Linked DNA regions of Capra hircus: region 1 is linked to region 2. A link is a contact called in public Hi-C data. All regions are on one chromosome and are shown on one strand. The core of a region is the stretch at or near the end of the contact, and the rest is flanking DNA. Distances in the headings are between cores, read along the strand shown.

The links. A called contact is a pair of places that touch in the nucleus more often than the background predicts.
Region 1: a Hi-C map of blood shows a contact between it and region 2, with 8 times the contacts expected there. The contact joins two enhancer-like sites. A contact is called at or near these places in 3 of 5 Hi-C or Micro-C datasets (blood and liver).

What each region holds. Positions count from the first base shown.
Region 1 is chr9:75,233,039-75,237,888 of ARS1.2, reverse strand. PLEKHG1 (pleckstrin homology domain-containing family G member 1) reads right to left here. Exons shown (of 17, transcript XM_018053355.1): 10 at 4,755-4,850; 11 at 4,485-4,571. Among named protein-coding and RNA genes, the nearest start is that of MTHFD1L, 47 kb to the left of the region's middle. Within about 2 kb of position 1,913, at least 2 of the 5 cell types and tissues checked have an H3K27ac peak or open chromatin away from gene starts, as enhancers often do.
Region 2 is chr9:74,859,246-74,864,033 of ARS1.2, reverse strand. No RefSeq gene overlaps it. Among named protein-coding and RNA genes, the nearest start is that of IYD, 53 kb to the right of the region's middle. Within about 2 kb of position 3,018, at least 1 of the 5 cell types and tissues checked has an H3K27ac peak or open chromatin away from gene starts, as enhancers often do.

The DNA.
Region 1 (4,850 bases), core at 664-3,163, 370 kb before region 2:
ATGCAGTCACCTTAATTTTGAGAAAATAAGCGTTTATTCTTTTTTATAACACTGATATTTTTACCATACATTTAGAGTTTGAGGTTACTAGTCAAGTTAATTTTAGACACAAATGTTAGCTCAATTTCTGTGAAGGGCATTTGCAGAACCATGTGTATATAGAAAATCCAACAGTTTCTACCTGCACCCTATTACCAATTAATCTGGACAAAAGTTAGTGTATATACCACATATATAGATGGACCATATGGCTAATTTCCAGGAAGTTTCTTGATATTTATAAGCTTGACTTTAAGAACTCAGTGTTTTTTTCTTGCCTTGACATTTAATATCAAAACGTACTATTCCCACATTTTCCACTAGAGGTCAGTCAAGGACCATCACAGAATTAAAGGACCAGAAGGCGGTTTTGTTCTTTGTCGTTTGTTCAGTTGCTAAGTTGTGTTGACCCTTTAGGAGGAACCTAACTTCTTAAGGTGTTAAATAGTAGAACAATGATACATTTTTTGATATTTTTCCCATTACGCATTTCATTTAAAAAGAGTAAATATCTTTTGAAAGCTTTAAGAAAATAATTTAAGAAATAGTCTTAAGGAAAGTGAAAAATTCAAATTAGTAATAATCCTGCTTAAATAAAATAGAAAATTATCACAACCTTATAGTGGATATAATATAGTAAATAAGAGTGCTTTCATTTTCCCTGGGAACAATGTAGTTAAGACCATCTCTGGGGCCAGGCAGAACTGGGTTTGAATCTGGACTCAGTCCAGATTGCATAAACTAGGGCAGTTTACTTTCCATCTCTGAGCCTCTGTTTTTATTTCTCTAGAAGGGGGAGAACAAGACCTTTAGCAGAAGGCATTTTGCTAAAAGGAAGAAATAAGCATACAAAGTACTCAGCACACTGTATGGTGCTCAAGCATTTGTAGCTGAAAAAAATAGATTTTACATCCTAAAAGGGTCAGGGACAAAAAAGTACAATTCTACCGTGACTCTGTTAACCCTTATAAAATATAAAGGGAACACTGCTTGGAATATACACCCCCTAGCGTGGGAGAAAGAGGAAGTTCCATAAGCTAGCTTCATTTTGTAATGGCCAATAACTGCCTTTCAGAACCCCTTTGGCAGTTTTGATTTCCCCAGGGACAGGTGAACAACAGGTGGGGCTTATGAATGGTACCTGCCATTGCTCAGAAGGGCATTCCAAGAGACGAGGCCAGCAGACAAATGATTAAGTATGAAGAAAATGCATTCACCTCTCTGCGCGAGTTACCTGACCCCTTGGAAGGCCCTGATGAGCTGAGACTCACGCCTCACTCAAAGCCCACACCCATGCACATTCATTTCCTGGGCACGGAAGCGCTGCTGACAGCCCCTGAGGACAAGCTTCAAAGACTTTTCAAAAAGTATGCAAAGAGCAAACAGACTTTCTCAGAAATCTCAGATAGCGTCATTTCCCACCCAGTTCTACTCTCATGAGCATCGTCCCATTTACCGCTCTACTTGCCTCCTCCCTGCCCCAGCATAGACCCCTTCCCCATACACTCGGATCCTCATATCCTTTAGGACATCTAACCTTTCCCTTCACTCTAGAACAGCAAGCAACGCATAATCACAGCCGCCCCCAGAGCCTGTCATCACCCAGAAGTGCCCTCCCTTGCAGGTAGGACTCCAGAAGTCCCCCTTCAGTGACAGACCTCTGTATTTCCATCTCTCCACCCAGACTCTTGATGAACCAGTTCTCTGACTCATCCTTCATGCACCTGTTTTCCTGGTTGGTTTCACGCTCCACTCAGCCTGGGAATTATGCTCAATCACTGCAGGTTGGATACTGGTTAGCACTCTGCCTTCCCTGTTGATCTTTCCCCTCATGGCTCTGCTGGTCCCCAACCTTGGGCAACCCATGTGTGCCAGGGTTCTTCACACTAGTTTCAAAGTTGCTGAGTAATCACATTGGTTCGTGGTGGTCAGCCTCAGTGGGGTCCAGGATTCCTTTCACAGATGGCTGTAGTCAGCCCCACTGACTCTCTAGCCTGTGGTTTTTAAAAAAATATTTATTTATTTGGTTGCACTAGGTCTTAGCTATGGCACATGGTATCTCTGATCTCCACTGCTGAATCCAAGATCTTTACTTGTGGCATGGGAACTCTTAATTGCAGCATGTGGGATCTATTTCCCTGACCAGGGATCAAACCCAGGCCCCCAGCATTGGGGGCACAGAGTCTTAGCCCCTGGACTACCAGGAAAGTCCCTAGTCTATGTTCTTTAGCACGTGCTCTGAATCTCCCTTCTTGCCCTTGGACACCTAGCCCCATCTTTGCTTCCACTCACCCAGCAGATGCTATTACCAGCAACTTTAGTGAAGGCACACCCTTTAAGCTCTCTCAAGTCCACCTCAAAGTTTATCCTCTCTTTATTTTTCTTCTTCCCCTAGCTCAGGGAAGATGTTTCTGACTCTTGACAAGACTAACCCCTACACCTACTGGTAAAGTTAACATAAAAAGCGTAATTAGTATAGAGAAGGTGAATAGATTCCTTAATTTTATATAGAGTTGCACCAATTCTTGGTTCCTAAGACCAAGGGAATTAGTTCTAGCTTTTAAAAGCTTGAAAAAGCCATGTTTTTATATATGAAGGTGTGCATTAGCAGTTCTTGCATATTTTTTCAATAAATAGTAAGTTTTGAGTTCCCATCATTATATTCACAATCTAATGTTTTTATTAGACTATATTTACAGTACACACCCCCACCCCAAATTTTGGATTAAGGATGTCCCTATCCTTCCATCTCCCCAGAGTTACATTCCAAGGAGTACCCCACCTCTTATCTTTCCTGTCTCCTGTTTCCTTTCCTCATCCCCTCAGCTTACATGCTCACGACATTCTTCATGAGAGCAAAGTGTCTTTCTTTGCTCTTATCTCTCCTCACTACTGCTTGTCCTTTCTGAACTTTGCTTAAAAAAAGAAGGCCACACCCAGTCTGTTCCTTATTTCTCTTCAACCCACTGTTCTTTCTCTCCCTTATCTCTTAGTTGCCAAGCCTAATATCTGTTTTTGTTGGAATCTGTTGTCATCTCTTCGGCCTTTGAGACGGTTACTCCACTCTTTCTCAGGGAGGTTCTTTCCTTCCTTCCTTACCATACTTTCTCCTTCGGTTTTCTTACTGCCTCATTTGGCCACTTTTTCTTTGGTTCTTCTCCAAATCCTCCGCCCCTTGCCAAGCACTTAGATGTTGGATTCCCAAGGGTCTGTTTTCCCGTTATGCATTTGTGTGGGCCCTCCTATCAAATCTCCGGGCTTTGGTGACTGCCAGGGTGGACAGACCTGCGTCTCTCCTGCAGCTGAACTGCCCCTGCACATGGGCCACCATGCCTCCCTCTCAGGCCCATCCAACCGGTTCCTCTCCCTGGCAGCCTGTCTTGGAACTTAACACCAGCCTCTTGGCCCAACACCTGACTCATCCTGACTTACTTCTCCCTCCCCGCTTCCACACTGCCTCTCCTCCTCCTCTTCTGCCACCCGGCAGTGCCCCTCTTCTCCTTTCCAGCACACCACGGAGACCTGCCGATTCTTTTCCTGCTACCAGTGATGCTCTACCAGCTTATCCGTCACACTGCCCCCAAAATGACAGTCTCAGACCACAGCACAGACCATCCCCTCCCTCCAAAAGCTTCAGGAGCTTCCCCCTCCAATAATCCAGGTTCCTCAGTGTGTCTGTGTGTGTGTGTTCAAAGCCTTCCAAGGTCAGCTGACTGCTTTCCACTTCTCTAATCTTACCTCCTACTCCATCTCCTGAGAACTTGACCATTCAATCTGAGAACTTCCATTTGAGCACAGTCTGTGTGCTGTTGAACACAGGGCCCCTTTTCACACCTCTTTGATTTTTGTTTATGCTGTTCTCTCAGCTTGGTTTCCCTTGTTCTTTTCCCCATTTAATAAAAATATTCCTCCTCCACCAAGACTGAGGTAGAAGGCATTTTCTTTCCTCTCCTCACTCGACCATAAACTTGAATACTTTACTCGTCCACAATACTTGGCTTATCTCTCTATTAATTCATCATATTTAGCAAACAGTTCATCATTTATAGGACTAGCTCCCTTGTCTGCAGATTCCTTCACAGCCAAGTCTGGGTCTTGCTTCCCACAGAACCTAAGCCAGCTTTATTTACCCTAGGTGCTTAGCACAGTATTGACTAATTCTCATAACTCCCTTATTTTGTACTAGTGCTCTAGAAAATTTTTTTACAATCTTTCCCTTATTTTTCTTCTTTCAAACAACAACGACATTAATGAACCAAAAACTCTCTGCAGAGTCTCTCTGAATATGAATCTTTTCAGTATGAATGGCTGGTGCAATTGTTTCCTTATGTAGCTTCTCTTTCAACAGTCTTCATTTTGAAAAGTGTACATTTATTCCCATCAGGCTGTCTTCCTGAGACCTGAATTCCCTTCCATTTTATTGTTCGTTGCCCTCATGGTCTTACCTTAGCTGGAATCTTTGCTGCATGATTCTCCAGGATCAGCCTCTTCAGGTGCAGAACCCACAGGCGTTTGTCTTGCTGCGACTTCGCCTACCAGGAGGAGAGGTGGACAGTCATGCAATCCTACCTCTCACAAGACACAGCCACCCCTAGGACCTCTGACTGGACGGGACGCACGCAGGGTGGCCAGCAAGCCGTGGAAAGGCCATCAGGCACGTGACGCTCATCATGCATGAGGGTGAGCCTCACAGGGAGGCAAAGGGATGCTGGTACCTGAACCGTGTGCTGCAGCTTGGGGTTCTTGTAGTGGAAGACGCTGAAGCTGAGGGGCTCCTTTGGGATCACTTCCACCAGCATGAGGTTGCCGCA
Region 2 (4,788 bases), core at 1,769-4,268:
ATCGTTTGTTAATCCACATGGATTCTTGGCATCTACTTTGGTGACTGAAACCTTCTTCCACAGTAGACTGAATTTATAGAAACCATCTTTCACCTCTTTTAATCGTGGCTGGAAGGGTCATGGGAGTGGGTCTGATGTCACTGGTTTAATGGCCAGTGGAAATATCACATTCCCTCATCAATTCAAAACACGCCCTTCGCTGTATGTTCACTGTCCCCAAGCCGGCTTTTCTGACGCCTGCCTTCCTCCCAGAAATGAACGGTGAGAATTTGCTTTTTAGGGAAAAGTGGCCCGTTCAGCCCCCTTTTTGTTTGCGCTTGAGGCAACGGTTTAAAAAGGAAATCCCGCCCCCGCCACCAAAAAAAGAACATGGTAGGCAGTGCAGAGATTCAAAGGACTGTCGACTTGCAATGCGGATATGCAGGGAGGACGGGAGGTGGCCACCAGAGGGAGGCTCTGAGGGAGATGAATGTCCCTTAAAGAAGAGGCAGGCAGCCCACCTCCTCCTGGAAGAATGCCCATTAAGGATGTGGGATTGTGCGTATGAATATTTAATTTGTGCCTTTTAATGGGTTTGTTTTTAGCATCTTTCTTATTTAAAAATAATTCTGACTTCATTTCCCCCCGCTCCCCAAAAGGTAAATAAAGGCAAAATAGCGCTGAGAAAGCATCTCCCATGGCTTCCGAGTCATTTTGCTTGTTTTAATGCCCGAGACTCAATGTTCCTCGGGTGTCCTTGAGGTTAAAAGGATTCTCTGAAGCACACCATCTTTTCTTGCCCTCCTCCCACAGTTCCTGTCCTTCACCTTTTACAGGAAGACCATCTAAATGACAAATTACCAACAAGAGATTAGACTAGTCCTGGATCTTTAACCTCCCCCACCCCAAATATTCGGTATAATTATAGAGACAGTTTGTCTTGTGGATGATGGTTATGCTGGTTCTTCTCCAACAGAGACAGATGGCAAGAGGTAATTAACCTGTTTGCCAAACTGACAACTCGTAGACATGACTACCTCCTGAGAGTCACTCAAAGAGCAACACAGATGAATGGAGAATAAGCACCTTTAGGCTAAATGGCCAGTGGTGAGAAATATCAAAGAAAAGACATTATTTAACCATCTAAACTGTCCCACCGTGACCTGGCCCTAATCTAGGCTCAACTGATCAATAGCTGCTGACATTGATGTAGGTTCCTACTGATTATAAAGTGTCTTTGGGTGCATTATCCTATCTTCAAGTCCCTGATCTGAGAATATACAAAAGGGTAACTTCCCACTGGAGAGATTCATTACACACTTGGAAAATAAATAATGAAAATAAGCCTTTTATTTATATCAACTAAGCATCTGAGGGGCTTCCCTGGTAGCTCAGCTGGTAAAGAATCTGCCTGCAATGCAGGAGACCTTGGATCTATCCTGGATTGGGGAGATCCCCTGGAGAGTAGATAGGCTATCCACTCCAGTATTCTTGGGCTTCCCTGATTGCTCAGCTGGTAAAGAATGTGCCTGCAACGTGGGAGACCTGGGTTCGATCCCTGGGTTGGGAAGAACCCCTGGAGAAGGGGACGGCTGCCCACTCCAGTGTTCTGGCCTAGAGAATTCCATGGACTGTATAGTCTATGGGGTCGCAAAGAGACGTGACATGACTGAGTGATTTTCGCTTTCACTTTCAAGCATCTGAAGGGGCAGTGATGACTTGACAGTAATGCCTGGGTTACTGCGGTTGCTGTTCTTCTGCAAAATTGCCTATGGGTGGGTTTCTTCCATTTTTCTTGGCTCCTTTTCCCTGCTGTATGTACTGTTCTTCCACTTTTAGGCTCCAATCTCAATCTTTTCCGTGGCTGACTTGCACCCGCCCCCGTCTAGACCTTGGTTCTCATTGCCGCATCTTCCTGGTTCCACAGCTTCCTCCCCATTCCGTGCAGGGCACTGTCCAAGTGAAAGCCTTGACCTCTCCATGATGTGGCCCTGGCCTCATTTCCTCCTCTCTCTGCCTCGCCTCCATGCCCAGATCACAGTACCCATAGCGGGCAGCTTTTCATGCACACCATGGACTTTCTCACCTGGAGGCTCTCCTGCATGTCCCTTCTATCTGGGAAGGAAGTCATCACTTTCTGCTGAGACAGAAGGTCCCTCTCAAGGGCTTGAGAGTAAACATTTGAGGATTTGTCTGCCACAGGGTCTCTGTGGGGGCAACACACATGGAAGCAGTCATAGACAATACATAATTAAGCATTCTGGGTTCCACCAAAACTTGATTTTGAGATATGAAGAACTGGAATTTCAAATAAAGATAGTCTTCTTCTCTTGATTTTTTTTCCCAATCATTTAAAAATGTAAAAATTGTTCTCAGGTCTTGGGTTGTATGAAAACCAGGCACTATCTGAATTTGGCTCATGGTATGTAGTTTGACGGAGAAGGCAATGGCATCCCACTCCAGCACTCTTGCCTGGAAAATCCCATGGATGGAGGAACCTGGAAGGCTGCAGGCCATGGGGTCGCTGCGAGCTGGACACGACTGAGCGACTTCACTTTCACTTTTCACTTTCATGCATTGGAGAAGGAAATGGCAACCCACTCCAGTGTTCTGCCTGGAGAATCCCAGGGACGGAGGAGCCTGATGGGCTGCTGTCTATGGGGTCGCACAAGAGTCGGACACGACTGAAGCGACTTAGCAGCAGCAGCAGCATGTAGTTTGACAATTCCTTGATTTAGACTAGTATTAGCTCTTCACAGCCAGGTCAGGTGGTATCTTCAGGAAACTTCTCTGAATGTTGGGCACATTTGGCAAAAAAAAAAAAAAAAAAATCCTTTGTCTGTGTTCCCCCGGGACCAGTTTCCATTTTTTCATCTCTTCCCAAAGGATTTTCCAGTCAAGTGCCCTGCCACTGAGACGCAGCTCCATCCCCAAAGCATTTGGCAATGACCTGCTTTTGTGCCTGAGTTCCTACCAACAGCTTAGTCCCCCAGAGCAGAGCTGGAGCTTCCCTGCTCCTGGGCTCCAGGCCTGGCCCTGTACTCCCAGCCGGGTGAGGGCCCAGGCTCTGAGTGGCCCCTGGGTGGAGCTGGGTGTTCTGGGGTGGTATCTGAGCCATCTCCCCTGGTTTGCCTGGGCCTTGCAGGGAAATGGGATTCCCAGGTGGTGCTAGTGGGGTAAAGAACTCATCGGTCAATGCAGGATTTGATTGAGAGAAGGGTTTGATTCCTGGGTCGGGAAGATCTCCTTGAGGAGGGCATGGCAACCCACTCCAGTAACCATGCCTGGAGAATCTCATGGACAGAGGAGCTGGGTGGGCTACAGTCCATGAGGTTGCAAAGAGTTGGACATGACTGAAGTGACTTAGCACACACACATGCAGGGAGACAGGTCACTGTAAATAAGAAAGCAGTGTGTGGGTTACACTGTGAACCAGACAGTTACCTGATCTAGAGAGAAGGAAGCAGTGATTATGGGGCAAAAAGAAGCATCATGTACTTGGAACATATGAGAGCTCTAGAAATGAGAGGGACTCTCAAAACATGGGGACTGTGAAGGGGAAGGCATTTCCCTGCCACAGAACTCTCCTGAGAGCCAGAGGTGTCCTTCTGCCTCAGAATCACCAGCCTCATCTCAAGCTTACAGCTCAGAATGGCCAGGGGAGCTTGGGGATCTGCATTTTAGTTAGCTATTGGTACAGAACAAATTGCTCCTAAATTTAGTGGTTCAAAATAAAAATAACCATTTATCATTTCACTCCATTGCTATAGATCAGGAGTTGGAGAGTGGCTTAGCTCATAACTCAGCTGGTAAAGAACCTGCCTGCAATGCAGGAGACCCCAATTCAATTCCTAGGTTGGGAACACCCACTGGAGAAGGGATAGGCTACCCATTCCAGGCTTCCCTGGTGGCTCAGCTGGTAAAGAATCTGCCTTCAATGGGGAGACCTGGGTTCGATCCCTGGGTTGGGAAGGTCTCCTGGAGAAGGGAATGGCTATCCACTCCAGTATTCTAGCCTGGAGAATTCCATGGACAGAGGAGCCTGGTAGGCTACAGTCCATGCGGTCACAAAGAGTCAGACACAACTGAGTGACCTTCACTTTCACTTCACTTAGCTGAATGGTCCTGTCTATGGCTCTCTCAGAAGATGATGGTCAAGAGGTCAACCAACGCTATGGTCACCTGAAGTCCCAACTGGAGTTGGAGGATTTGATTCAAAATGGCATACACAGTGGTTCAGAAGTTGGTACTGGGGGTTAGCAGCCTATCTCCTTTCTTCCTCAGGTGGATCTCTCCGTGTGTGTGTGTGTGTGTGTGTGTTTCACTGCTTCATTTCACCAGTATTTGTAATATGGCGTGATAGATCTTATTTTGAAGATGTTAGGATCGGTGGCCTCTTTTCATGAGCTTCTGAATCCATCATGTTGCTTAGGATCTTTCTTCTTCACAGGGATTTTTTTCACCCATTCACCGCAAGCACTCAGCTTCATGCCCGGTAGCTTCCTCCACCAGGGCTTCCTGGATGTCCTTACAACATGGCAGCTGGATTGCGCCAAGAGATAACAAGGTGGAAGCTGCAATGGACCTCACTGTCACATTCTTTCCTTTTCACCATGTCTGTGGTTACCCAAGTCAGCCCCATTGCAGCATGGCAGGAAACGGTTCCAGGGTGTAACTATCAGGAGGCAGGAATCACTGGAGCCATCTTGTAGACCGGACATGGCAACAAAGGACTTAGAGCCTGTTTTCTTAAGGGCTAGATTAAAACAACTTTAAAAAAAATTTATGTATGCTGTTTTATAGAAAAAC